2 separate regions of the Ovis aries genome follow, and region 1 is linked to region 2. A link is a contact called in public Hi-C data. All regions are on one chromosome and are shown on one strand. Each heading gives the region's core, a stretch centred on a gene start, on an enhancer-like site or on the middle of the called end of the contact. The rest is flanking DNA. Distances are from core to core; before and after follow the strand shown.

The links. A called contact is a pair of places that touch in the nucleus more often than the background predicts.
Region 1: a Hi-C map of muscle shows a contact between it and region 2, with 4 times the contacts expected there. The contact joins the promoter of RNF7 here to the promoter of ATP1B3 in region 2. A contact is called at or near these places in 6 of 16 Hi-C or Micro-C datasets (blood, hypothalamus, muscle and 1 more).

The regions. Positions count from the first base shown.
Region 1 is chr1:247,816,042-247,822,909 of ARS-UI_Ramb_v3.0, forward strand. It overlaps RNF7 (ring finger protein 7), which reads right to left and starts at 4,241. Exons shown (of 3, transcript XM_012102263.5): 1 at 4,045-4,241; 2 at 557-604. The coding sequence starts at 4,212. LOC101108102 reads right to left here. Exons shown (of 11, transcript XM_060395066.1): 11 at 6,827-6,868.
Region 2 is chr1:247,672,457-247,679,371 of ARS-UI_Ramb_v3.0, forward strand. ATP1B3 (ATPase Na+/K+ transporting subunit beta 3) reads right to left here and starts at 4,444. Exons shown (of 6, transcript XM_060395042.1): 1 at 4,177-4,444. The coding sequence starts at 4,285. It overlaps LOC132657378 (a long non-coding RNA gene), which reads left to right and starts at 4,654. Exons shown (of 2, transcript XR_009595422.1): 1 at 4,654-5,164; 2 at 5,279-6,915.

The DNA.
Region 1 (6,868 bases), core at 2,991-5,490, 140 kb after region 2:
CGCTTACAATATTTAACCTGACAACTTTTTTTTCCCCTAAGACAACTATTGTAGTACCACATGTAAATAAAATTTAACAGATTTCTATCTATAAACTACATACAAAGGAATCTGGAGATTTAGAATTGCTTTCACCTTTAGGAGAAAAGTTAAATACTCGATCATAAAAGAGTACTGAAAACTGAAATGCTTTGTTAGAATAAAATCCTGATTGACCAAAACTAACCTGTAACATACTCAAAATTTAAAGGATGTTTTGGCAAATTCCTTATTTTATATTTTTCTTAATAGAATATATTTCTTTTTTGATTATTAAAACATTTACCATGCCCATGTCTACAATATATAATCAATTCTTCTGAATTACAAGCAATTAAAGGACTTACAGATAATTCCATTAAGACCCTTTGAGAACCAACACATTTTATATTAATAATGAATCGCTGCTTTACAGTTTATTTTTGTGTATTGATAAAGTCAATCTTAACTGCAAATTCAAACATCCCCACTGAGAGAAAACCTTCAGTTGAAAAAGCAGAACAAAATTACAACATACCAACACAATCCTCTTGTTTGTTTTCAGCTTGACATCTAAGACAGGCATCTAAAAGTAAACAAATAGCAATTCTCATTCTGATGCTCAGAATGCAATTTTTAAAACCCCATACACTTCAAAGTCAAATAAAAGGCCCAAAGGGTTAGAGATGTAGATTAGAAGGCTCATACTATTAATTTCTCATCTGAACATAACTGCTTAAAGATGAATAAAGTACAAGGCACTCTACTAATTTACTTATGACCAGGAGCAATTTCACAAGAGTTACTGACCCTCTATTTTCACAAGTGCTGATTAAAACATGTCCTGACAGTGGATGTAACTACTAGAGAAAAATATGCTATATTTCACTATATTACTCCCTGGGCACATGCACACAGATCAATTTTATGAACAGTTTATTTTCAAGACATCCTTTAAAATAAGCCACAAATATATATTGGTATTTGCTTACATATATTTAGAAACTCTAGAAGGATAGTCAAGAAACTAATAATAAAGTTCACCTGGGAGGAGATGGAATGGGAAGGGGTTTTCACTGCACACTTTCTCAAGTTTTTAAGTTGTGACTGTATAACCTACATAAAAATTAAATTTAAAAAACCCTAAATATTAGGTTCTCTCTCTTATTTTTTCTTTTTAAGGAAATGCTCCCTTTACAAATAATCTGAGCCCAAAGCATTTACCCAACAACGGTAAAGTATTTTAATAAATTACCTGGGAGTAAACATGAGGAATGGGAACCAAAAGGATATACTAGAACTTTTCAAAATTCAGTCTGTACTACCATTTGCTTGAAGAACGTAATATAGAATATTTTAGGAACCAAAGAAATGGACTCATTCACTAGCTGAAAGCAGTCAAAGTTGGGTGAAAGGAAGTTCAAACTAACAGAAAAAAAAAAAAGATTTTAATATAAATTAGAGAAAAATTCTATAAAAATAGAAACAGGATAGAGTTGAAGCCTACTTCTTTTCTTACACTGGATTATGCTCAGGCATTTGTTTGCTCCTCTCTGCATGCTCTTACCCTTAAAAAAAACACACTACCCTGGCCTCTTCAGTGTGGATTAAAAACCACCACTGCCTCCTGAGGCTTTCTTCAATTTCACAGTTACTGAGTACCTACCCTGTGCAAAGAGTAATGCCTGGGGGCCACCAAAATGACCAAGTCTGGGTCCCTGGTCTCACCAGTAAATGGGAAAGTGGATAGGTAAACAGTTAAATATCGCAAGGATCATGATATAAGGGGGAAGACATGCCTCTGGTTCTGTGCAGTCACAGAAAGTTCAGGATCCCAACTGTCTCTTTTACAAGTTAGGAAAACAAGGCTCCAGAAGGTTATGTCAAACGTCCAAGTTAACAGATAGCTGTGGAAGGTTACTCTGGCTCTTTATCCCTTGACAATACAAGCAAACCTCGTCCCCTCTTCCTCACCGGTGCTTGCTAGCAGCTCCTTTCCCAATAAAGTCGGCAGAGTGGAAACCAAGGAAGAGTGTCTTAACCACATTAGAATGGGCTGACTGGCAATTCTTAGATCAAGAAGTTATAACAAATCATTTAGGTGTATGAGATGAATTCAAATATCAAGGACACAGGATTAAGTGGGCTTTTTATAGAATCTAGAAGTCTCTGAATCATGCCTACGGCTTTTATTTAGATTCACTATCAACAACTGATCTGAACAGATAAAAATTCCTAAAGTTTCATATAAAAGAAAACATTTTCCTTTGATGATGTTCTTAATATCTAAAACAGCGCATTTCTAAGGAGTACAGTAACACCTTTTAGAATGATGCCAGAAAACACACTTCCTTCTGCTGTCACCTGACCACCAAATAGATTTTAACACCTCATAAACACAATACAGAGGTCTAGCCCAGAATACTTTTCTGAACCCAAAGTACAGCTGTTGTAAATATGAAACATTAATCCACAGTAGCAAATACTTGTTATAATTAGAAAGTTAATGTGAGAAGTGAGTCATTTATAGCCCATACTTTGACTTACCTTAAATATCCCAGTAAAGTTTATTTCTTGCAAACTTTCAACCATTATTTTATATTTTGCATTTCTACCTACTAATTTAAAATTTTTCTTTGGGGAGAAAAATAAGATGCTCTTTTAGGAAAATTATTTTAAACTAAAAAAGAAAAAAAATCCCACAAACTGGAAGTTATGATTCTAGCTTTCAAGAAAGGGTTAGGGCAAGGGGGCTGTATTGCAGGCCCATAAACTAAGTACCTAAAAACCCGATACACAAAATAAGTCGATCACATCTGAAATCTAGTTCTTTTAAAAAGTAAAAAAATATTTGAATCCCATAGTTGCAAATTCTCTTTAAAACAAATTCCTACGAATAAAAAACATAAGTGCATACTACAGAGAGAGTAAATTGAGAAATCTCTTGTTTCTGGTAGGTCTAAATTTTCAATGCTCAAGAAGGGAAAGCATCTTTTAAGTTACTTTCTCCAACTGTCTCATTTTTCAGTGCAAGACACAAAGTTTTCAAACTACAGAAGCCTCAGTTTTCTCCAATTACCTTCAAGAAATGACATTTAAGACACTCTTAAATGCTGTAGTTTTAAATGCCCTATTTAAAAATATAACGTGCATTTAAACAGCAACTCTTTTTTAAGGTCGTCTAAGATCTTAAAACAGAGACCATATAAAACACAACGAGATGAAGCTGCTCTGAAAGGCTTCACGTGGTCCAATATTTTCATTAAAAATATCATAGAAAGAAGTAACAAGTTTGCAAAAGAGGGCTTTCCAGAAAGGCCAGACTTGAGGGCACTACCCTTCTCCAAGAAATTGCATGCTAGGATGGGGAGTGGCCAGTAAAGAGATGAAGCTTCATGTCTCTGAATAAAAGGGTTTACATTCTTCTAGTTCAAGCCAACCGAGTGCGATCTGACCAATCTTGAATCATCCAGGTTTAAAAGCCAGCAGAACAGTAGCCAATCTAGAAAGGGGACGGCTAGGAACACTCTTCTTCCCTGCGCCTCTCCAGAGCACGACTAGCGGCCGTTTGGGGGGAAAATGACTCCAGAGCATCACTTTGGTGTGTGACCAGAACCATCCGACTGACCCGCTGACTCAGGGCCTTGACCTTGACCTCTGTGTGGTTTGCTTTCGGAAAAGGGTGCGGTCGCTGGCCACACAAACCGAAGTGGTTCCTCCCAGCTCCCGTCAAATCACCTACTTTTATTGTCGTGATCACACCGATCACTACTGGAAATGACCTTGTTTAACTGTCCTGCCTGCTACCCCCCTATTCCCCCAGAATACCCGTCCCCGGCACAAGTCGCCTGCTGAACGACCAGCTCGGGCGTGGCCCGCGGTCTCCTGGGGCCGGGGCAGGGCGATCCCGCCCCTACTCCTCCCGGAACGGTCTCTCCAAGGCTTGGTCCTTCCCCCCACGCCCGAAGCCGGGCCTGCGGAGGCCGCAGCACAGCCGGGGCCTCGCCTGCTGCGCTTACCCATCACCTGGACCCTGCAGATGGCGCACGTATCGCACTCCACGTCCCAGCTCCACATGGCCACCGCGTTCCACTTCTTGAGAGAGAACATTTTGTCACCGCCCGACTTGGATCCTGCGCTCCCCGAGTGAGAGGACAGGGCACAGGGTTCCTCACCGTCTTCCACGTCGGCCATAGCGGCGGCGCGGAGCCGGCGACGGAGACGTTGGGTCGTGGGAGGCGGGCGGCTATGGCGGCTCAGTGGGGCCGTCCGACGGGCCACAGCGCCGCCCGCAGGCCACGGGCCGCCGCGGGGGTCTAGGACCGTGGGGCGCCCGTGATTGGCTGGCGCGGCCCAGTGACGTCACCGTACGCCGGCACCAGCGGCTTCCCGGTGTCCTAGTTCCCGGTACTCGCGTCCCCAACGCCCGGCCAGCTCAGCGGGGTGAGGGACCCCGGACCGACCCTGCGCGGGGGAGACACGTGTCCTGCTTTATGTCTTCATGACACCGCTTTTAGACGTTGTCTTGTTGATATATTCGTCCTTCTCAAATGTAAACGCCCTGGGGGGAGCGGGGACTATTTCTTTTTTCTTTTTGGGTGGGGGGACTATTTCTTGATCATCTCCTTCGTTAAGAAATGCTGTCTCGGGAGGGACAGTTATATGTTGAGTGAATGAATGACGAGCTAGGAATCTGGTTCAACAGTTCTCAAATATTTTGGTCTTGGGACCCCTTTACACTTAAAAATTACTTAAGGACATTTAAGAACTTTTGTTTGTATAGGATGGATGTGTACATATACACGCTTATACATATGTATTTCCTTTTTAAGAAAACGGGGGAAATGTGAATATATTAATTCACTTCAAAACAGTAAGAAATCCATTACAAGTTATCCTTAGAATACCAATATTGTACACTCACAAGAGAGAATGAAGAGAAATAGCTATGAGTGCTGTGCTGTGCTTCGTCGCTCAGTCGTGTCCGACTGTGCAGATCCCATGGACTGTATGTAGCCCGCCAGGCTTCTCTGTCCATAGGATTTTCCAGGCAAGAATACTGGAGTGGGTAGCCATTCCCTTCCCCAGGGGATCTTCCCAACCCAGGAATTCAACCGGGGTCTCCTGCATTACAGGCGGATTGTTTACCAGCTGAGCTACCTGGGAAGCTCAGAGCTATGAATACTGTTATGTAAATATGTAAATAGTTTTGACCTTGTTGGTCCCCTGAAAGACTTCCAGGAACCCTGGAGACCACACTCTAAGAAACTTAAATCTAGTTTAACTTTTTATGTGTAGGAATACTGAAGTCCCCAAAAGTAATTTATAGTAATTCTGCTATATTTATAAAAGTAATTTATAGTAATTCAGAAAAGTAATTCTGCTATTCTGAGAAGGTGACAGTGGAAACTAAGGTTCTTCTGTTACTAGCCCAGGGTCATGTTATGTTTTCCCAAGCAAAGCAGATAACATCTTCTTTTAAAAGATACCGAAGCTGAGGCATGGAGACCGGAAGATGCTTGGTCACACTACCACCTAGTGGTGGCCACCTGCTGTGTCAGGATTAGGACTCAGAGCTTCGCACCTCTTTTTATTTTAATGATGAGGGTCTCATCATTCCCTCATCTCCTGGTGTCAGGCCTGGTGCCCCTGGGTCTAGGCTAACCAAACTTCAGAACTCTGGCAGAGGAGTCAAGGAGGCATTAAATGTGTAACGATACAAATATGGACACAGGGTCACATTTGGCCACATGTGCTGTTTGTTGGGTGGTGCATTAAGTGCTGTCAGAGACAGAAACCTTCCTCAAGACAGATGGAGTGAGGGAGTGAGGGAAAGCCTCATAGAAGAGGTTAAGTTTGAACTCGGCGGGAGATGGGAGGCCTTGGAGGCCAGGAAGTAAATGGAGAAAGCAAATGGACAGAGCAGTAGTGGTGGTAGCAGATATAAATCTCACCACAGTAACTTCATGAGCCAGACAAAAATGTCTGTAAACAAACCCAGATGAACCATCCAGAACATGTTTCATTCACATTAAGCTATCACATATCTGACTATCAGTTCAGTTCAGTCGCTCAGTCGTGTCCGGCTCTTTGAGACCCCATGAATCACAGCACGCCAGGCCTCCCTGTCCATCACCAACTCCTGGAGTTCACTCAGATTCACATCCATTGAGTCAGTGATTCCATCCAGCCATCTCATCCTCTGTCGTCCCCTTCTCCTCCTGCCCCCAATCCCTCCCAGCATCAAAGTCTTTTCCAATGAGTCAACTCTTTGCATGAGGTGGCCAAAGTACTGGAGTTTCAGCTTTAGCATCAGTCCTTCCAAAGAACACCCAGGGCTGATCTCCTTTAGGATGGACTGGTTGGATCTCCTTGCAGTCCAAGGGACTCTCAAGAGTCTTCTCCAACACCACAGTTCAAAAGCATCAATTCTTCAGCGCTCAGCCTTCTTCACAGTCCAACTCTTGCCGGGGTCCAGCCCCGGTGGATCCAGGGTAATTCGAAGGTGGGGATGGAATCGGCGTCCTGGAAAAAACTTAATTACAGATATAGAGGGAGATTAGAAACAGTGTAGTAGGAGAATTAGTGGAGAAAAGAGGCTGAATAACTGGTTTACATGAACTACCAATCACCACCTACGTAGGCCACAGGCGTCTTTCCATTCTCCCAGAGGAGAGGAGGCACTCAGGCCTCCCCGGTCCGATCTCAGAAGCCCAGGCAGAATTAGCAGACTTGGTGAGTACCCACATTTCAGATGGGAATTCAGCCAGGAAAACGGGGAGCAAGAAAGAAACGACACGGGGGAATCAGTCTTTCCAGAAACTGATCCGATTTCTTGATTTTTCAGGTT
Region 2 (6,915 bases), core at 3,194-5,693:
ACACCACAGTGAAGATGTTACTAAGGACAGGAGGGTTTTTTTTAAGCTGTTTTTAATACAACTAATTCTAAAGCTGCAAATTCAAAAGTCAATTTCAAAGAAATCAAATTATTTTGGGGGTGAGGGGAGGCTGCTCTGTAACACAGTAAAGCACGTACTACTGTGATCACATAGCCTGGTGGGCTAGTCCTTGGGATCGCAGTCAGACACGACTTAGCGACTGCGCAGGCACCACACTATTATTACAGGTATCTGGACTACAACACACACACCTCCCCCTCCCTCCCACTATCAATCCAGGTGCTGCCTCCTGCCACGTGATGGCTCAGTCAGCCTCAGCGGTCGCTGCTGCCACACCCACCACTTGACCTTCATTTAGTCAGCCCACAGGGTAAGGCAAGGCCTGTTACTTTTCCAACAGTGCAAATTTTTGTAAAGTTTCTTTGATACAACATTCCACCAGACAAAGAATACCTTACAAAACTGGGAAAATAAACACACTTGCCTTCTCCCCTACAGTCAAACACACAAGACTGGGATGGAGCCTGATCTCCAAAGCAGAGCATTTACTGAGGCATGACCCAGAATGGGAGCAGGTAATCGAAAAAAACTGCAATTCATGGGCCTACAATGAAAGAGAAGCATATGAACAAAATGGAGATGTTAGTAGTTTTACTCCAGAATCCTGGTCCTGCTTGGAATCAGTACCTTGAGTTTAAGATTAACATTAACGAATCTGCTGAGAGATAACCTTAAGATAATGAAGGCCAAAGAAGCCCACAGGCAGATGTCATTAAATGACAGCATGTCATGGGTTTCCCTGGTGGCTCAGATGGTAATCTGCTTGCAATGCAGGAGACCCAGGTTCGATCCCTGGTTGGGGAAGATCCCTTGGAGAAGGGAATGGTTACTCAGTCCAGTATTCTTGCCTGTAGAATTCCATGGACAGAGGAGTCTGGTGGTCTACAGTACATGGGCTTGCAAAGAGTTAGGACACAACTGAGCGACTAATACTTTCACTACTCCTGACTTGCCCTTATGTTCAGCCTGGATATCAGCTCTTAGGAACACTTTGATCACCTACACGGTATGCATTAGAAAGCCGTGAAAATGGAATAAAGTACATGTATATAAGCATTCTGAAATTGCTGAAACCAAGCGTAACACATTAGCCAAACATACAAGAAGCTAGTCAAAATCCTCACACAGCTGTTTTAAAGACGGCAATGACATGGATCATGAGGTATTTTCACTTTATCTCAAATATAAAGAGTAAGACTACTTCTTAAATATTAATATATAGAGCACTTGGAAAGGAACCTCACTTGGGACAAATGTGCTGAAGACTTGAATGTAAAAGATAAAATCAGGAAACATCTTAAATGAATGTCTTTACAGAACCCTTGAGGTAGAGAAAGGCTGTCTCTATATGCCAGCAGCCCAGCAAATCTACCCAGGTCAAAAAAAGATGTAATAATCCCCTCCTTCATTAATTTCAAAAGCAAAAGAAAACATCTGCACAAATGAGGTTTAAAAAGAAAAAAAAACTATAACACGCTTTCAGAATATAAAAGGTACACAGATTACCCGCAACCCAGAAATTCCACCAGTAGAAACATATTTCACGGAAATCAATTTACAAAAATGTACAAGGATAAAGAAATGGGGGGAGGAGGGCCCAGTACATACAATATGCACTGGTGTTAAAAAAAAAATGAAGAATTACTTCTATTATCATAGGTATCTCCCATGTATACATAAGATACATGTTAGACTAAAAAAAAAACAGTATATCTAACTACACCATGGAACAGCTATTAAAAATGATATAGATCTTTAATAACACAGGAAGAGGCCCACAATATACTCAAAAGATTATAAAGCAACATTTACTGTATGATCCCTGTTAAAAAATAACATATGCATTAAGTCTGCCCACACATGTACTGAAATATGCATAGTGGACTTCTCCAGTTGGAAAGATCCCCTGGAGAAGGGAATAGCTACCCACTCTGGTATCCTTGCCTGGAGAATTCCATGGACAGAGGAGCCCAATGGGCTACACTCCATGGGGTTGCAAAGAGTCAACACTACTGAGTGTCTAACAGGGGTAATCAGATCAGGCAACTCACTCATACACTGCCTCTGATAAAGAAAGGCCAGAGGATACGCTTTCTCCAGGTGGACCCCATACTTGACGGAATACAGCGTTGATTCCAGCCTACATGCACCACTCCCCCACATCTCCTTGGAGTGTCCTTATGCCTGCTGGGACAAGATTATAGACAGTTCTCACCTATTTATGCCATTCAGTACTGGCTTACTATTATTACAATAAATGCAGAAATTTACGAACTGAACTGACAATTTCCATTTTGAAAATAAAAAGTCTTGCCTTCATTCTTCTAAATCTAATCCCAACTTCACCTGTACTCCTTCCACTGCCCTTACATAATCCCGCATTCTCTGATACCAAATAAAATCTCTATCCCAACAGCATGTAATACAAAGGTTAAACAGCACACCCTGCATTAAGAAATGTCATTCAAAAAAAAAAAGAAATGTCATTCTAACAAAGTGAAGATACTTAGTACTGGAACGAAGAAAGGTAGTCTACACAAAGTCATCCCTCTTCACCACTCAAATATTCCTTCAGCAAAAAGTAAGTACACTCTAAAAACAAAAATAACTGTTTACAGCACCCTCCCCCATTTAATTCTAAATGCAAGATCTATTTCCTCATCACACTAGTGGGTTCCCCATAGACAGCCATTTGAATAAAAATCGTGATTACCATGCAGTGAGGCAAGGCATCTGTAAAATAATACAACCGCTGGACTAGGATTAAAGGACAACTGGGTTCTTTTCTTGGCTCTGTGGAATATATAATTTTACACAAACAAAATCACAACCTCTCTGGGGCTCATTTTTCTCATCTCTGAAGCAGGGTTTGGGCTAAAAAAAAAAACCCTCCAAGGCCCCCTTGCAACTTGTGATAGGGCTTTAAGCCGCCTTTCTATTCTAGAAGAGCCGATTTCAAGTAGCAGCAACAGTTTATTTCCTAAGTCAAGGCTAATTCACTCTCTTCATGCTTCTCTTCAAAGTGTCGTGCTCAAATAGTTCTCCAGTCTAGAAATACTCTCACGCAGAAAAGTCTGTCATGACCAACTAACAAAATATTTTTCAAAAGAAAAAAAAATTGGTTTACTTAAGTTTAAAGGAGGGGAGCACTAGTCGGGGGGAGCACTAGTCCTTATTCAGACGTTAACAGTTTTTCCAAAAAAAGAGGCACTCGAAGGCAGCACCACACTGACGGATGGTTTAAATATTTCTTTTAAAACAAAGAACCCATGCAGAGGAAAACTGCTAGCAAATACAATCATCACACGTTTTGAAGGCACAGGGTAAAAAAAAACAAACAAAAAAACAAACCGTGCCTTTCAGACCGAATTTACTTTCCCCCAATGAACCACGTTGGTAAGGAAGAAAACCTGTGTCACTAAAAAGGAATTAGGAAGGAAGCAACCTTTTTAAGGGTCTTTTCACCGGACAAATTCAACTGCATTTTCGGGTACCGTGTACTTGCGTGCTTAACACAGTCGTGCAGCCCACACACTGAACACTCGTTCACACTCTTCCGATCGGCCGGGGTGGCAGCGTGGACGAGTCACAAGATAGCGGCGGGAGTGGAAATTTCCTCTCCCCGGGTGTGGGGCAGGGTCTAGCTTCCCCGAACCGCTCGGCGCCGCCGGCCGCCTCCGCCAGGGCCTCTCGGGGCCGGCGCGCTCCGTACAAAGGAGGCCGGGCGCTCGGCCCCCACGCGCTCGGGGCTCTGGGCAGCGGTCCCCGGCTTCCGGCGCCTCAGGCCCCGGCAGCACGTGCGCCCGCTCCCGGCCGGGAGGAAGGAACCGGCGCGGCCCGGCGGGGGCTGCCAGCGGGCCCCGCCGCCTCGCCCGCCCCCCGGCCCCGCGAGAAATGAATGGGGCCACGCTACTCCTCTGCCGCCGCTGCCGCTCGCGTTCCAGTCTGGCGGCCGAGACGAAGACCGCTGCGGGCGGCGGTGGCTCCTGGGGCCCCCACGCGGGGAGCTGCCTCCCGCCCTCCCTTCCCACCAGACCCCACCCGGCGTCCCCCTAGACCGCGGCCGGCCCGGGTGCCCAACCGTCGCCCGCTCACCCCAGCTCTTGGCGGTGCGCCCCAGGAATTCTCCGGTTGTCCGGTTGTAGATGAAGAGCTTCCACTCGGCCAGGCTTTGGTTGAAGGACTTCTTGTCTGTCTTCGTCATGGTGTGTGTGCCGACGGCGAGAGGAGCGGCGGCCGCGGGGGTGGAAGCGGCGAGGAGCGCTGAGGCGCGTCCCGGCACGAGCGGGGAAGCTCGGCGGCGGCGGCGGGAAGCGGGACGGCAGAGGAAACCTTCTCGCTGCGGTGAGCGCTCAAGCAGACTGCGCTGCGCCGCGCCGAGCCGGGGCCGCCGCTCCGGCCGCGGGAGCCTGACGTCTCCGCCCTCCGCAGCCAATCCCCGCGCAGTTCAGGCCCCGCCGCCGCCGCCGCCGCCACCGCCGCCACCGCCTCCCGCCCGCGGCTGGGCGCAGCCGGACGCGGCGACAACGCCCCGCCCGTTGCCCCGCCCCCGCCCCGGCCCCGCCCCTCCCCGCGGTACCCGGCGGGGCTCCAGGACGCTCTGGGTTCCTTCTTCCCTGGCCGGAGGAAGCGAAAACTGTGCAAAGCAACTTAAAAAAAAAAAAAAGTCATGAGAGCTTAATAAGAAGCAGGTTTATAATGACAAGCAAAAGATGAGCGTCCCTGACCCGCAGGTTTCTCAGAAGGAGGACTCTGGGGAGATGCTGCGGGCGACCGGAACCCGGGGTCCCCTCGCTTCTTTGCCTGCTTGCGGCGCGGGACGAGGAGAGCGCGGAAACTACTCCAGTCAGCTAAGTCGCCTTCACCGAGAAGGGGACCTCACCCCTCTCTCCACGAACCGTTTCCAGGCGTTCTCCTCTGGGCTTTATGACGTGACTAAAAGGTAGTCGGCTGTAGTTTTTCGTGAAGGTGTTTGATGTACTACGTACCGCTGCTCAGAGAACGCCCTGACTTGGCTCTTTTGAAGGAGTCAACTAGGAATCTTAGGTCAATGGGGATTTCATCCAAAGTTTGCCAGTATTAAGTAAGTTCAGTATAGTTTTCTCCAGCTTTAATTGAATTTATCAGTGAAACCAATACATGTGTTTTCCTGAAGTTCCTATCAGCTGTTAAGACCTGCTTTTTCTCAAACACTCAGGTGCTACAGGAAATCAATTCTTCGTTTAGTGTTGATGGCTAAATAATGTTCCTGACTTTTCATCTTTTCCACTGCATGGTTGCTCCCTTTGGTCAGAGCTGAGGGTGCAGTCGTTGTTTTCCTACACGAGGTGGAGCTGAAGAGTATCGTGCTCTGAGACTTGTGACAGCATGAAAAAATTTAAATGGGAGTTTGGGCAGGAGGTGGGGGGTTATTTTGTTTTGTTTTTAGAGAACAGAAATAGAGCACCGCCTCTGTTTTATCAGCAAATAAAAATTATGAATGAAGGGATGTAGCACACACCTTATTGTTTGAAATGATTCATTATAGCCCATCAGTTTAAACAGCCTGCAAATGCATTAAAGGAGTAAATGGATAACAAAATTCTGGCATTTCTCTTGTTTCCTCACTTTGTTTATCAAAGCAAGGAATTATGTCTTTCACAAATGGAAAAGGGATAGAAGAATATATTATTATAAAGTGATTTTCCCCTGTGCTTAGGAAAGCTAAATTTATAATTATGACCAAATCCAGTTATTTTGTCGAACCAATGACAGCAAAAGATTTGTAGAAGCCTTTTGTAAAGTTTGGCATGAAAATGGTATTAGAAATAGCAAAATATTGTGCAAGCAAACTAGAATGCGTAGTTAACTATTTTTGTCTCATTTACAATTGAACTACGAATTAGAGGACAGCTAAAATATTGGTAGAGTTGGTAGCAGGCTTTCTAGTTTGGGCAACAGTAAAGATGCAGAGTCTGTTTGAAATAAAATATAAAACCATCTGCTTTACTGATATTGTGTGTGTTAACAATCACACTTCGGAAATAACCTGGCGCACACAACAGAAGCATGGTAAACAAGAACATTATGAAATAGCATTTCAAAGATATTGAACGCTGCCAGATATTTGTAGTTTGTATATTTTTAATGGTCATTAATATGCTTTTCGTACATAATGCTTTTCCAATTAAGTAAGTAAAAATATAATTCAGTCAGTGTTTTCAAAATTCATGCCTAGCGTAGTGTAATAACTAATTAACCGATCTCAGTTTGGGGAAAAGTTTGCATCCTAATTCAAAACACAGCAACTATTTGTTTCTCTGATACATGATTCTTGAGCATTACTTGGAAGAGAATATACTAAGTGTGTTGGGGGATATTGGCCCACCAGGTGTGAGCAGATGAAATATCAAATTTAATCACACTATTATTCCCTCTAGATTTACTTTACTCTCCCTTGTGAAAGCAAAGTTATTTTGGACTTCCCTGGTGGTAGTTGGGGTGGCTGAGTTGGAGTAGTAAGTGGCAACCCACTCCAGTATCCTTGCCTGGAATTTTCCATGGACAGAGGAATCTGGCGGGCTATAGTCCATGGGGTTGCAAACAGTTGGACACGACTAAGTGACTGAGCAGTTCAAGGGACACTGGTTTGATCCACATGCAGCTAGGCCTGTGCACCACAACTAATGAGCCCTCATGCTGCAGCTGCTGAAGTCTGTGTGTCTAGACCCTGTGCTCCACCAGAAGAGAAGCCACTGCAATGAAAGAAGCGAATGCACTGCAACTCGAGGGTCGCTCCTGCTCTTTACAACTAGAGAGGAGCTCGCACAGCAAAGAAGACCTAGCACAGCCAAA